2 separate regions of the Mus musculus genome follow, and region 1 is linked to region 2. The links are chromatin contacts, called in public promoter capture Hi-C maps. All regions are on one chromosome and are shown on one strand. Each heading gives the region's core, a stretch centred on a gene start, on an enhancer-like site or on the middle of the called end of the contact. The rest is flanking DNA. Distances are from core to core; before and after follow the strand shown.

Region 1 (7,322 bases), core at 90-2,589, 200 kb before region 2:
TTGGCCTGTTCCATGTCCAGGCAGCTGTGGCCACACCCTCTGCTCCCAGACATCCCAGCTCTATGGGATGACAGCTCAGATATTCCTACAGTCAATGTGAACGTACCCTCTTCCTCCTCCCTGAGGCTGTAACGTCAAAGCTAGGTAAAGACCCCGAGAGCTAGGAAATAGTCACCCAGTGAAAATCGGGCCAACCATCCTTCTCGCCTTGCTCTGTGATTCCGTTTCCAGTGCTCTGTCTGGTCTGCACTTCATGCAGATCATTCTCTTCACCTCTAGCAAGGGGCCCCTCCCTAATGGAGGGAGATTAACCCTTCTTCGCTCCCTTTCAATCTCATTTAGCTGAGAGCGTGCTTCTCACAGCGCTGCTGGCTGGGCAAAGAGCAGGGCGGAATGCTCCACAGCGAGATGGCTGCCTTCCCTTTGAAGCACAGGAACTGCGGTAAACACCTTCTTGCCCGACTTGGCCCTGAAAAGATGGTTTTGAAACTGAACTTGCTGTGAGTTGCCTGGGTCTGCAGTATGGAATTGCATAAGAATGTGGGCATTTAGGTCAAAGGGGACTCTGAACTCAACACCTCAGAACCTGTCATCATGGAACTCACGGCTTATTTATTCCCTGGTCCTGCAGAAGGGTCTCTGGCATCCCTTAAGATTCAGGCCAAGCTGGGCTGAAGTGTATGTGACATCCTGTGCGGAAGTGATACATCCACATACAAGCCACTGTCCCCATCCCATTTCTAGCCTCAGTAACTAGTTTCTTGCCATGTCTTTGTGCGCGCGCACGCGTGTGTGTGCATGTGTGTGCGTGTGTGTGTGTGTGTGTGTGTGTGTGTGTTTCATTTCAAGGCCATGAGAAGAACAAAAGTGTGAGCTTTTTCAGGCCTGGTGGTGAGTTGGTCATCAGGGCAGGGACAGAGGCAGTTTGGGTTGCTGATAACTTTTTGTCAGGTTTGTACCGCGATTGGTTTCGAAGCCATGGTGAACAACAGAAAATGAAACTCGCAGCTTATTTTTAGCGGTTCATGCTAACTCATGAGATGTTTTTCTTTGCAAACCAAATAGCAGAAAGGTGACTTCAGCGAACTAAATTTAGACTGCTTGACTTACAGCAGTTAAGCCCGGTCGTCTGCTACTACCCACGTATCAGAGGCACTTGGACCTAGGGACTTTTGAAGCTATACTTACGATTTTGTTTAAAATTATTTTTAGTTGCGCCTTTTAAAGATGTAAGCGTACTTGCTTTGGGGAGGAACCGAGAAACACATTACAAGCGCTCATCGTCTGGCATCTGACCATTTTTGTGTAATCTGCAGCAGCTTCATAAGCAAGCGACAGTCTGGAATTTGGTCTAAAAGGAGTCAGTCTATGAAATCACTGAGAGCAGAGCTTTGCAGTGTAAGGAGTGTGTTTCTCTCCCGCTGCCAGGGTTGCTAGGCGTGCGGTACTTACTATCTTTGAACTTGAGACAGTGCAGATGGTATTTTCTAAACCATCTTCCTGCCTTACAATTCTCTGAAGCACACTCCGGCCCCAAGGGTCTGTGGAGATGACGAGGTCCTCTCTGGAGGCAGAGGTGGTCTGTCAGTCCACCATCATTTGCATTTTCCATTTCCTCTCCCAGAAAGGGTAGGTTTCCCTGCTTCTCAGTCAACACGGGTTTTTCTTTGAGGAGTGAGTGATGGAACTTTTAAAAGGTCTTTGAAGGGACCCCCAGGGCCATTCCTTCACACATGGGCCAAAGCTCTCCAGTTCTAGACAGTATCACTACCTAAAATGGAAGATGCCCCTAGTAGTAAGGGAACTAGTGAACGAGTTCCATCCTTGAGTTAGGAGTCAATAGCAATGTCATTGACTCTACTGAGCCATTCCACTGCATGAGGCAAAGCCCCAGGAGCCTGGGGAGACACAAAGACCCCACAGGAGACAAGCCCAGAGACCCAGGTAAAGACAGCTACTTGGCTACTTCGATATACCAAATGCCTACCGTGCTTCTGTTCTGTCCAAGGAAAATGGGGTCACTGGGGGTATGTTGGTTGAGCTGCCTTGGCTGAAGTGAGGTACACAGTTGAGATTCTGAGGTACAGACTCATTTATCTGACAAAAGAAAAGACCAGGCACTCCTAGGTTAAGCCTGGGAACATCTGTTGTCGAGGGGAGGTACATATAGGAAGGGAGGCTCCTCTTACATGAGGTACATGGTATAGTTCCATAGGAGCCGAGGGAGGCATCGTTCTCTCACAGGAGGTACATGCTATTCACTCAAGGAAATCTTGTTTATAGTCCAACCTTTCTTTTTCTACCTGATTTCCATTCTCTCTAGAAGAAACTTAGCTAGACTAGCCTATCGTCTTGTCTGTCTGTATGTGTGGTCAGGGGCAGATGATCATAGTGTCAAATGGGCCTGGTATGGGAATGCCAGTGACCCACATGGACTCAAGGTCATCTAAATATTGTTCTTCACATACCACCCTTCAAATGCACTGGGAAACAAGAGCAAAGATCATGTAGTTGCTAAGGCTGACATAGCAATGACCATTGAAAGGTGGCACGAGTTGAGGGTGTTCCATCTGAGGATGTCTGGTTGGGTTGAGGTGCACCGTCTCCTTCCCATCTCACCAGGGTGTGGTCCCCGAGGCTGTCTGTCTGATTCTTACCATCAGTCTTTCCCACTCGCTAATGGCTGGAAGTAGAAAGCCATTGTTTAAGACCTGAAGGCTTCTTAGTACTCCAACTACGCAGGCGCCCCTTCCATTCACCACCTCACTACACAGAATGAGGTCATCGTTTCCCGTCCCCAGGCAGGGTGGCGAGGGTTGCTAAGAAAGCCCCTTGGAGAGCCATCTCACTGGCTTACAAAACTGCTGACGACGAATCAGAATAATCTGTCACAGATACAGGAGGCAGGGGCTTGGAATCTAGCTCTTAGTCTACCCAACTGCGAAAGCAAGCTGGGGTGGGTTCTTTTAGGGTCACATACAAAATGGATTTTAGCTAGGAGTAAATAAATGGACAGTTGAATCCTAGCACCCAGGAGGCAAAAGCAAGCAGGTCTCTGAGTTTGAGGGCACTCTGGCCTAAATAGCAATCTCTAGGACAGCCAGAGCTACATAGAAGACGAGAGAGGGAGAGAGAGAGAGAGAGAGAGAGAGAGAGAGAGAGAGAGAGAGAGAGAGAGAGAGAGAGAGAAAGAGAGAGAAAGAGAGAGAGGAAGAAGAAGGAGGAGGAGGAGGAGGAATGAACAACTATTGAACATCACTCATTAAAATGATACATTTAAACACTTAGTTGAGAAAAATGTCTTAAGGTCTTACACAAAAATTAGGTTCATGACCTAAGTCATGAAAGAGAACTTAAATACCTTAAATGTTTTCCTACATTCAACTCCATTATAGTTCTTTTTTTTTTTTTTTTTTTTTTTTAATGCTGGAAAAGTGCATTAAAATGTAGTTGTGAGAGAAAGTGTAAATCCCAAGTGGAACTCCTTGGCTTCAGAATGGCCATTGTAGCTATGTGAAAGTTTTCCTTGAGGCGTATAACATTTGGGACTGCAAAAGTGTTTGAGTGGCTGCCTGAATCTAGCTATGTGGTGTTTTTATTTGTGAGTTCATTACAATAAAGTAGAAAAAAAAAAGTCTGCTAAAAGCCATGCAGGATTTGGAAAGGGCTGGGGAGATAGCCCCAGGTCTCAGGGAAAAACAAAATAAAAATGGAACAACAACAAGAAAATGGTGGACATCCATCCTGAGAAACAGCTACCACCCAGACTGAATTCTGCTCTCCACTGGCATGTGTACACATGGGTCTATATACACCCCCACACACACATATACCTACACACACACACAATAAAAATAAGGTAAAGGAAAACTGCGTGTTGGGGGAAAGGCCTCATAATATGTACTCGGTTTTCTGTTCAAGATAACAATACTGTTTGGAGTTGAAACTAAGACAACCTGATGGGTGCGTTGACTTTTTTTTTTTTTTTTTTTTTTGTAACTGGAATTAAAGTCTAGCTAGCCCATATAGAAGACACACAATCCAGGTATTTTATTCACAAGCCTTAAGCCTCGATTGGGCAGGTTTGGAGCTATTCTAACTCATTTCCCAACCATGATGTCCCTTGTTGTTTGCTGTTTCTCCTGGCCATGGGCTCATAGTCCATCTCCTCTCATGGTAGTCTCCTCCGCTCTCTGAGTCCTTTCTTCTTCATCTTCTCTCTCTACCTGCAACCCCCAGTCAGGTAACAGAATACCCGCCTACCTCAATCTATTGCCCAATCACAGGCTTTAGCCTGTTATTAACCAATTAACTTGGGGAGCAAGGTGACATAGCATCATTTATTAATATAACACAGTTAAAGTAAGTATGATTTTTCAGCTTTGATCAGTATACAGAAGTTTCTGACCAGATCTCTGAGCAAGATATAGCCATTGGAACTGTGTTGGACTTTCTCAAAAATGTCAGCTAAAATATTATCCCCCCCTTTTTTTTAGATTTTTTAAAAAAAATGTGTATGAGAGTTTTGTCTACATATACGTCTGGGTATCACAAGTATACCTGGTGTTCACAGAGTTCAGAAGAGGGTATTGGATCCCCTGGAACTGGAGTTACAGATGGTTGTGAGCCACCAAGTGGGTGCTGGGAATCAAACCTAGATACCCTGAAAGAAATGCCAGTTGTTCTTAACTGCTGAGCCACGTCTCCAGCTCCCCAAAATTATTTTAAGTGATAATCATTTTATTGACGGTGAGGCGGCACATACCTTTAATCCCAGCATTCAGGAGGCAGAGGCAGATGGGTATCTGTGAGTTTGATGCTAGACTCACTTACATAGTGAGTTCCTGACCAGCCATAGATACTAATTAATGCTTAAAGAAGGAAAGAAAGAAAGAAAGAAAGAAAGAAAGAAAGAAAGAGAGAGAGAGAGAGAGGGAGGGAGGGAGGGAGGGAGGGAGGGAGGGAGGGAGGGAGGGAGGGAGGGAGGGAGGGAGGGAGAGAGAGAGAGAGAGAGAGAGAGAGAGAGAGAAAGAAAGAAAGAAAGAAAGAAAACGCCCATATTGTTTCCAGGCCTGAATTTCATCAACCTTATAAAAATATTTCTGCCTTTTGTTTAAATTTTCAAAATTTAAACAAAAAATATTAAGCATGGTGAACATTTATTTTTAAAATCCAGTTGACTAGCTAACCTGACCATGAGCTCACCTGCTTGTATTTGATTAGGTATAAAATGAAGCCAGCTGCAATGTTTAAAGCGTGAATGGCATCAAGAAACATAGAATCCAATTCAAATGTTTATAAATGGAGGATTCCTCTGGGACTTAGTGCCCTGACTTGATGTTTTTTTTTTTTTTTTTAAATGAGAAGAGTCGAGCTCTGTTCAGACTTGAATTATGTACTTTGCATAAGCCAGGCAATTTAACTTTAACCCACAGGCCTGGAAATAAAATTAGCTCCGCCTGCAGAGCACAGAGGCCATGGGCAAGCAAGAGCGTAAGTCAGAGAAAGACTCCTTGCAGCCTTGCTCTGGCCTCCAGTTTGTCCTTGCTGAATTATTTTGGGAACCATGTGTTTGACTTGCCAAAGCCTACAGTTTTTACTGTGGAAAGGGATTCCTGTTTAAGCTAATGTCTGTGCATATTCCCTGGGGATGAGGCGCATGCGATTTTTTAAAACCCCAATCGAATGCATATCTTTGCCACTTGTAATCATGATAAAGCTTAAATAATTCAGACATGAGCAAGGCTTTTTTTTTTCCCCTCCAGTACAAAACAAGATTTATTAGGTGACAGCATCTACCCAGACTCGTTCCTTAGAATATTTACAGCTAGAATTCATGTTTGTTTAAACCATGCAGGTTTGGTAAATATATCATGTTTGCTCACTGTTTAGGGAACATCACAAAATAACATCCAATATCTGTCTTTTTGTTTATTTTGACAAAGAGTGAACAAGGGTGCTCGACAGAGAGATGTAGAAACCCTAGACCTGACACCTTGTTATAAGAAGTACAAGTCTAGGGCCCAACCTCAGCCTCCAGCCTTCCCTATAAAGCAGTGGTTCTCAACCTGTGGGTCATGACCTCTTTGGGGGTCAAAGGACCCTTTGCATATCAAATATTTACATTATGATTCATAACACTAAGAAAAAAATTACAGTTGTGAAGTAGCAACAAAACTAATTTTATGGTTGGGGGTCACCACAACAGGAGGGGTTGTATTAAAGGGTCACACGTGGCATTTAGGAAGGTTGAGAACTGCTGCTGCTCTAAAGGAATGGACAGTGCTCATTCACTGGTCTCCAAGGAACCTGGGATGGATCATCACCGCTGTCACTGTCATTTATTATCCCAGACCGAGGAGGCACTCACATGGCTCAATGTAGTCACCACTGATTCTGTACCTTAATAATATATTGTGAGTGTGTAATGTGAATGTCCAGCCTTCAGATGTCATTCACGGGACTATCTCAACTGGCAGTGTGTGTCGAATGCCAACGTGTCTCCTTCAACTTTCTACTCATCTTGAAGGAACCCGGTAATGATATTTTTGAGAATTCTTGAATTTTGGTTTCTTTAAAAACACACACAGAGAGAGAGAGAGAGAGAGAGAGACAGACAGACAGAGAGATTAGGATGTGGGGCTGCTTCAGACTGTCCGAAGCAGCTGACTTAGGTTTGCCTCATGCTCTAGCAGTTGCATGATTTTGCCAGCTGTAGATAGTTTCTGCAATTGTGTGACGTTTGGAATTCTGGGAACTTTTCAGAGGGTGCTGGGGCCCCCAAGAGGCATAGTGGGTGGTTGTTATTAGTTTAGGGAGGTTGTTTTCAATTTGTTACTAGACTAGTCAAAGACGAAACAAAAGGAAAGAAATTAGATAAAAGGATCTCTTTCCCCTCTAGCCTTTTTTTCTCTCCTATCTAGTGTTAGGGGTGAAACAGGGGGAGGGGTGGGGATAAAGGCTGGGAATAATGACCCACAAAGTAGCAAGGACCAGCTATATATAGGATCCTGCTTTATAGGTGACCGTGTGGTAGCTAACTTGGTGCCTGTAACTCTACATAACTGTTTATTTCTAGACCCCCTCAGGAAAGAAGGAATTAGCCAAGGACACTCCATGCTAATATTCTGTCACTGTCAATGTCGATGTGACTCAGGGAGCAGTGAAGTGGGGGTCAGGAAGGCAGCTCCACCATTGGTGTTAGACCAGGAGCTACTGTTTCCCTTAAAGCCACAGGCATTTCTGGAGTACTCCTGAGAGAGAGGTGAGCTTCAACAAGCAGAGGGCTTGCTGTGGATCAGGAGGGACCCACCTTCCCCACA
Region 2 (6,745 bases), core at 1,889-4,388:
ATGTGTGCGTTCGCACACACGACACACACACACACATGCACACATATACACACATACACTCAAACACATACACACACACTAAAATAAAATGTAATTTTAAAAAAATTTAAACAAGGCTCATGGTGCTCATGGTGGCACACGCTTTTAATCCCAGCACTTACAAGGCAGAGGCAGGTGGATCTCTAAATATGAGGCCAGATTGGTATACAGGATGCGTTCCAGGACAGCCAAAAGAGACTTTGTCTGGAAGGAAGGAAGGAGAGAGAGAGGGGAGAGGGAGAAAAGAGAGAAACTTAAGAATTCAGTGCTTTTAACCACTTGGTTTTGCTCAGTTTCCAGCACCAACATGGCGGCTAGCAGTCATCTGTAACATCAGTCTCAAGATATGGAAAGCCCTCTTCTGACTTTGGGGGGCGGGGGAGAGGGAATTGTTTGTTTTATTTTTTTGAGGGCACTGGGCACACATGTGGTACACGTATATACATGCTGGAAAACACATCCACATGCATTAGGAATAGAGATGTAGATCAGAGCTAGAGCACTTGCCTAACATGCATCATGCTTTGGGTTTGGTTCCTTGCACATATACACACACTAAACAATGATGTTGTTGCTGTTGCTGTTGTTGTTGTTTTGAGGGCTAGTCCTTTAATTAAATGTTAGGTTGACAAACAGAAAGGATTCTACTTGAATAGTCATATTCACTGTGGTCATAGCTCCTGAGCCTGGGCCTCAAAGTGGGTCTCTGTCACTAGACACATTAGTTCTTTCAGCTGCCACATAATTAGTGTTGCAAATTTGTAATAGCATAGAAAATAATTGTCCATATAAAGATCAAACTTAGATGCTTTTCCTTGAAAATATTTTCATTTATGTGTTAAAAGGCAGGGACATTCCTTTACATTAAACATCAAAATTCTCTTTCCGGGCTGGAGAGATGGCTCAGCGGGTAAGAGCACTGGCTGCTCTTCCAGAGGTCCTGAGTTCAAATCCCAGCAACCACATGGTGGCTCACAACCATCTGTAATGAGATCCGATGCCCTCTTCTGGGGTGTCTGAAGACAACTACAGTGTACTTATAATTAATTAATTAATTAATCTTTTTTAAAAAAATTCTCGTTCCATATTATACATAAACCATCCAGAAGTCTATTGTGGATGCATATGCTTCTATCAGCTAGTGGAATTAGCCTTGCAGAATTAACATCTCATCTTTATGGTTATTACAGTAATTCTTTTAATTTTGTCGTCTTTTATTATTTAGGCAAAGATGCAATTTACACTATTCCAGTAAAAAATATTCTTGCTGTGGAAAAATTGGAAGAAGGCTCTTTCAACAAGAAAAATGTAAGTTGCATAAATATTGAAGCATTTTAAGTCATCAGGTGTACGTAATTTTGGTATCTACCATTCAGGTCTCTCAATAATGTCCCAAGTTAGGCCACTCAGCTGGTGCAGGACCCTCCAGTCCCCAGGATGACATCTCTGTTCCTTAGCATCTCCTCACTAACTTGTGGTTCCCCCAGGTTCTCCTGCATCTGAAATTACCTTTTTGTTCTTATGCAGACAGTGGCCTCCTCTGCACTTGTATGGCATCTGCAGTCTGTATTGTTCTGCTTAGCCCCATTGGCTAAGATGATCTTTGGTACTGACCTGCTTACTGCACCAATTCATTCCGACACATTAGCAGACATTTCTTAGCCAAGCAATCCAGGTCTCCTAAGTGCTTTTTCTTTTTGTATAGTATATGTTGTTTTTAAGGTTTCTCTAACTTTTTATTTTAATTTGCAATAAAGATGTTCCAAGTGATACATACAGAGAAAACGCTGTACATCCAAGCAAACAACTGTGTGGAAGCCAATGAGTGGATAGATGTCCTGTGCAGGGTGAGCAGATGCAACCACAACAGGCTCAGCTCTTTCCACCCCTCAGCGTATCTCAACGGAAACTGGCTCTGCTGCCAGGAGACGAGTGAAAGCACACCAGGCTGCAAGCCGTGCACCGCGTGAGTAACTCATGACTGCATGCGGGCGTGGGTGTGAGAGCATGACAGACGCTATGTAGAAGTAGCTGGACAGAGGCCGCACGGTGCTGAAGACATTTCTATAAACCGTGTCTAGAAAGGCTTGGGTTGTTGCCCAGTGGTAGAGTGTCTCTCTCACCTGACACACACAGGGGCTTTGGTTTAATTCTAGTACCACAAAAATTAAAATACAGAGAGTAAGTAAATTTCTATAGACACAACTGTAAGTTAGTGGTGCCCAGGGGCTAGATTGATGCATTGTTCGGTGAACAACTATAGGTTATATATATGTTTATTGGGACTGGGGAGCAGTTAGTGCTTGTTGTTCTTGTAGAAAGAAGACTCAAGTTTAGTTCCAAAACCCATGTGACACCAGCTCCAGAGCACAGATCAGATACCGTCTTCTAGCCTCTGCAGAGGCATGTATAGGCACGCACGCATGCGCACACACACACACAGATATACACATATACATTAAAAATATTTTTTATGATTTTACTTCAAAATCTTTTTCAAGACTTGAGTCCTTAACAACCAGACCTTGTGATCCTGTTGAAGTATCTCGGAAACTAATTTCTGAAGCCGCTTTTAGAAAATTCTAATTCTAGTTTTAGTCTTGATTCATTTCTAATGTTAACAAAGAATTTTTCCAATGTCTTTAATTTTCTTCTTATCATAGAGGCATCCCTGCAGACATCCAGATAGATATCGATGAAGACAGAGAAACAGAAAGAATTTATTCTATTTTTACCCTCAGTTTACTTAAGCTGCAGAAAATGGAAGGTAAACAAAATGAAACCATTAGTTTTCATTATTAATTTCTAGGTTATTTCTTTGACTTTTTAAAAAGTTAAAAATATTTATAGATTTCCTGTTACTGATAGTGAAGTTTACAAACCCTCAAAGGAGGCATTAATCTTTATCTATTCATGAAATTAAATAATTATTCTTTGTAAATGTGATTGTTCAGTAAATTGTTATAATACAGTCACCTGTGCTCTTGTCAAAGAAACTCACTTAAAAACTTCAAAGTTTTTTAAATTACACTACAGATTACACTTGTGGAATTTAGTTTTCTGATCAGAGATTTCACTGTTCCTTACAGAGACCTGTGGGTCTATAGCTGTGTATCAGGGGCCACAGAAAGAACCTGGTTATTCTAAGTTCACCATTGAGGATTCTGTTGCAACCTTTAAGACAATTCAGCAAATCAAAAGCACCATAGAGAAGCTCGATGAACCTCATGAGAAATACAGAAAGAAAAGATCGAGTAGTGCAAAATACGGAAGCAAGTAAGTCTCCTGGGCTCTGCTCCCGCCTATCAGGGCCCGCGCGTGCGCGTGCGCGTGCGCGTGCGTGCCTCCCCCACTCCCTCTCCTGGTCGGCCGCCGCAGGCCAGCCATCCTTTCTGTCAGTGCTGAGCGTCATCACTGCTTTGAATGTCGTGGTCAGTTGTAATTCACTCTGAATAATTCATAGCTTTTTCTTTTTGTTGTCTCCTTTATATTTCTCACAATATGTTATATTTATAATAAATACTAAAAAAAAAAAAAAAAAGTAAGCCATAACAGTGCATAGAAGCATTTGAAGGTTGGTTTCAAGTGCTACATCTCAGATGAAGAGAATGCGCTGGCTAAGGACAGCAGCAGCTGGCATGCCGTGGGACGTGTTCCTCTCAGGACACCGGCAGCTGGATTCCTCCCAGGAGCCGTAGCAGACTCGAGGGAGGTTTTCAGTCTCCACAGTGAAGACCAAGCTAATCCAGTGGGTTAGTGCATCACTGAGCACTGTCACTGAGATGCGGTCATTGTCACTGGGATCATCTAAATCTCGCCTTTCTTCTTCTCACCATCAGAGGAGCCACAGTAGCTCAGAGCCCCATTGTCTTCTTTAAGATAATGTTTACAGGGAGAAAAAGAAAAGACTCTTTCCTCCCTAGTGTGAGGAAAGAAATGTGTCAGCTGTAACCCTCCAGCACTCTCTGACACGCAGCACTCAGTGTGACCAGGGACCTGCTGGCAGTACAGTAGATGGACTGGCAAACAACAGTGTCCTTCACGGTGTCTGCTGGCAATGCAGTGTCTGCTCCTGTCATTGATGCTCATACAGCCTAGCATGGTTTCATTCCTACTTTACAGGTAGAAAATTAAAATGCACAAAGATAGTGTTAGTGTGAGGACTCCAAGTCCTTGCTACACTATTTTAAATAGTCTTATGTTGGTCGGTACTTTTATATTTCTGAATAAGAAAAATCAATTTTGTGGATATAAATACATTCTTCCTTGGTAGAAAGCTTGGCACATTATGAAGGTTGTATTGTAAACATCTTAATTCTGTATTTTCTTCTTTAGTATAATTGAGTATCTTCCAACAAAAGTTAATCTAGTTTTCCTGAAGTCCTTTGAAGTTCCTAGCCAAGGCTTGGCCATTCTTAAATTGTACCTTATAATCCATGCATACCATACCCTGATCAACTTTGATTTTCTCTATTAAAAAATACAAACTCAGGGCTAGAGAGATGGCTCAGCAGTTAAGAGCACTGACTGTTCTTCCAGGGGTTCTGAGTTCAATTCCCAGCAACCACATGGTGGCTCACACCCATCTGTAATTGGGATCCAATGCCCTCTTCTGGTGTGTCTGAAGAGAACAACAGTGTACTCATATAAAATAAATAAATCTTTTAAAAAAAAAAAAGCACTCAGCTGCTGATGGCACTGTTGCCCACTACCCCTGCAGTGTTCTTCACACACATTTTCTTTCTTTCTTGGGGGAGGGCGGGCTTGGGCTGGGAAAGTAGCTTGGTATTAGTGTGCTTGCCTGGGAGCCCAGGGAGGGCAGGCAGGCATCAGTGAACAGCAAACCCCCTCTTACACTTCCTGTACCATCATGTGAGCTGTGTGCATGCTGTGTCTGATTTGTTCAGTGCTGTACCATTAGCTTCTAGAATAGAACTTGAAATATAGTAAGTGATCAATAAGACTTGTCAGATTAATAAAACAAGACTCAGCATGAGCAGTCAAGGAAAATTAAAAGTGTTCAGTGGGTTCTGTGTATGTCACATTGCTAATTTGTGTATTTCTTTTATTGTTTTGTAGGGAAAATCCAATTGTTGGAAAAATATCATAGTTTGACCAACTGATGGAGAACTGGAAAATACTCTTTTTCATCAAGTTTTTCAGTTCACCCCGTTTTGTTCATAGTATGTAAGAATGGACATCGGCTTTGATGATACATGCTGTCTGTCATAATGTATAATATTTAATGATTGAAATTAACTGTTTGGGGATCCTGATGCTGATGTGTGTATTACTAAAGAATTTGAAACCCAAGATTTCCTCCATAGCCATGCATCCAGCCCCGTGTCCCTGCAGCTTCCTTCTGATGGGAAGGGTCTTCCTGAGGACCCAAGCAGCTCCGTAACAAGGGAGCACTTGACAGCAAGACCCCACCTCCACCTGGAGCACTCCTGTGTCACTCACCACCGTCAGTGCCTCCTCTGTGCTGCCAACATTGAGTTTACTATAGAGCTAGAGTTCCTTGTCGGTCAGAACTTTCCATTAAGTTCATCTGGACGTTTGTCTTTAAAAAAAAAAAAAAGGAAAAAAAAAAACCCTTTTCCTCTGTTGTGTTAGCCATTACAGGTTAGAGACAGACACAGACATCTGAACACCTTTGAAAGCTGGCGGGTGTCTCTCCTGGTCACAGGTGAGGGTGCTCAGCTGTGAGGGGATGTGTGCTCCTGTGTGCACCATGTTTACATTGGAGTGGGGGGTGGTGCCAAGACAGTGGACCACTAAAGTGGCCTTCATTGTTCAGCTGTCAGGGACTCGCTCTCTCCGAGAATTCAGGTTAGCACTCCTCCTGAGGGCAGCTCTTCCCAACCAGAAGAGAAGCATGAGTGAGTAGTGAGGAGATCACCTGATGTTGCCTTCTGTCCCACATCATAATAAGGGTGTGTAAGGATACCCTCCATAGTGTTAGGTCCTGCTCTAACTAGAGAACGGTCACTTGGCGCACTTTAATAATCTGGCACATTCCAGGTTGTGGTTTGGATACTCCGTAGTATCTATTTTTTTGATCAGTTGAATGATCAGTGTTTAAATATCAAACCGTGCTTTCCTGAAAATGTTGATATTGTATTGCTGTTTCCTTATTGCCTGCTAGCCAAAGGGGATCAGGGGCAGCAACTGTTGGGATACCTGTGTTTCCTTACCCTCCTCTGGCCCTAGAAACCCTACCTGTAAATAAGCAGTTGAAGCGAGTGTCCCTGAGGAGGAGTGATACACTCGGCTTCATCAGTATTAAAACCTATGGTACTTACTTGTCTTTTTTAATTAAAACTATTTTCTGAGTGTGGTACTTTGAACCTTGGTCTATTTCCATATGTTCCTGTTGAAAACTGTGACTTACTGGTGGAAGTCTCACTAGCTGCAATCCCCTGTCGTTGAGCTTAAGCTATAGTTCAAAATATACTTACCAATTATGTTGTTGCTGGGTAATTATTTTTACTTCATTAGCAGGTATTTTAAAGATCATTAACACAGAGAATTGTCCCATTATAAACGTCATGACTGAAAATAGATTTTTTTACAAATGACTTTTAAGTCAGTGCTGGCCTGCATTGTGCTACGCTGTGACTCCTGGTCCATACTGAAGCTTAAAAGAGTCCTTCAAATCTGACAGACTTATGGATCTAATTAACTATACTGTTACAGGTGTTTT

The links. Capture Hi-C pulls out chosen DNA fragments and counts their contacts.
Region 1: a promoter capture Hi-C map of adipose tissue shows a contact between it and region 2. The contact joins two enhancer-like sites. A contact is called at or near these places in 3 of 39 promoter capture datasets (embryonic stem cells, hematopoietic stem and progenitor cells and macrophages), 2 of 115 datasets of contacts at active chromatin or transcription factors (bone marrow-derived macrophages and memory CD8 T cells) and 3 of 9 other capture datasets (adipose tissue, liver and pancreatic islet).

The regions. Positions count from the first base shown.
Region 1 is chr9:96,734,283-96,741,604 of GRCm38.p6, reverse strand. All of the region lies in intron 2 of E030011O05Rik (RIKEN cDNA E030011O05 gene), which reads left to right. Among named protein-coding and RNA genes, the nearest start is that of E030011O05Rik, 15 kb to the left of the region's middle. Within about 2 kb of position 1,339, at least 84 of the 459 cell types and tissues checked have an H3K27ac peak or open chromatin away from gene starts, as enhancers often do. A contact at or near this core is called in adipose tissue, where this site is marked.
Region 2 is chr9:96,540,849-96,547,593 of GRCm38.p6, reverse strand. It overlaps Rasa2 (RAS p21 protein activator 2), which reads left to right. Exons shown (of 24, transcript NM_053268.2): 20 at 1,265-1,347; 21 at 1,797-2,005; 22 at 2,703-2,806; 23 at 3,129-3,315; 24 at 5,119-6,745. The coding sequence ends at 5,149. Among named protein-coding and RNA genes, the nearest start is that of Gm28729, 19 kb to the right of the region's middle. Within about 2 kb of position 3,138, at least 67 of the 459 cell types and tissues checked have an H3K27ac peak or open chromatin away from gene starts, as enhancers often do. A contact at or near this core is called in adipose tissue, where this site is marked.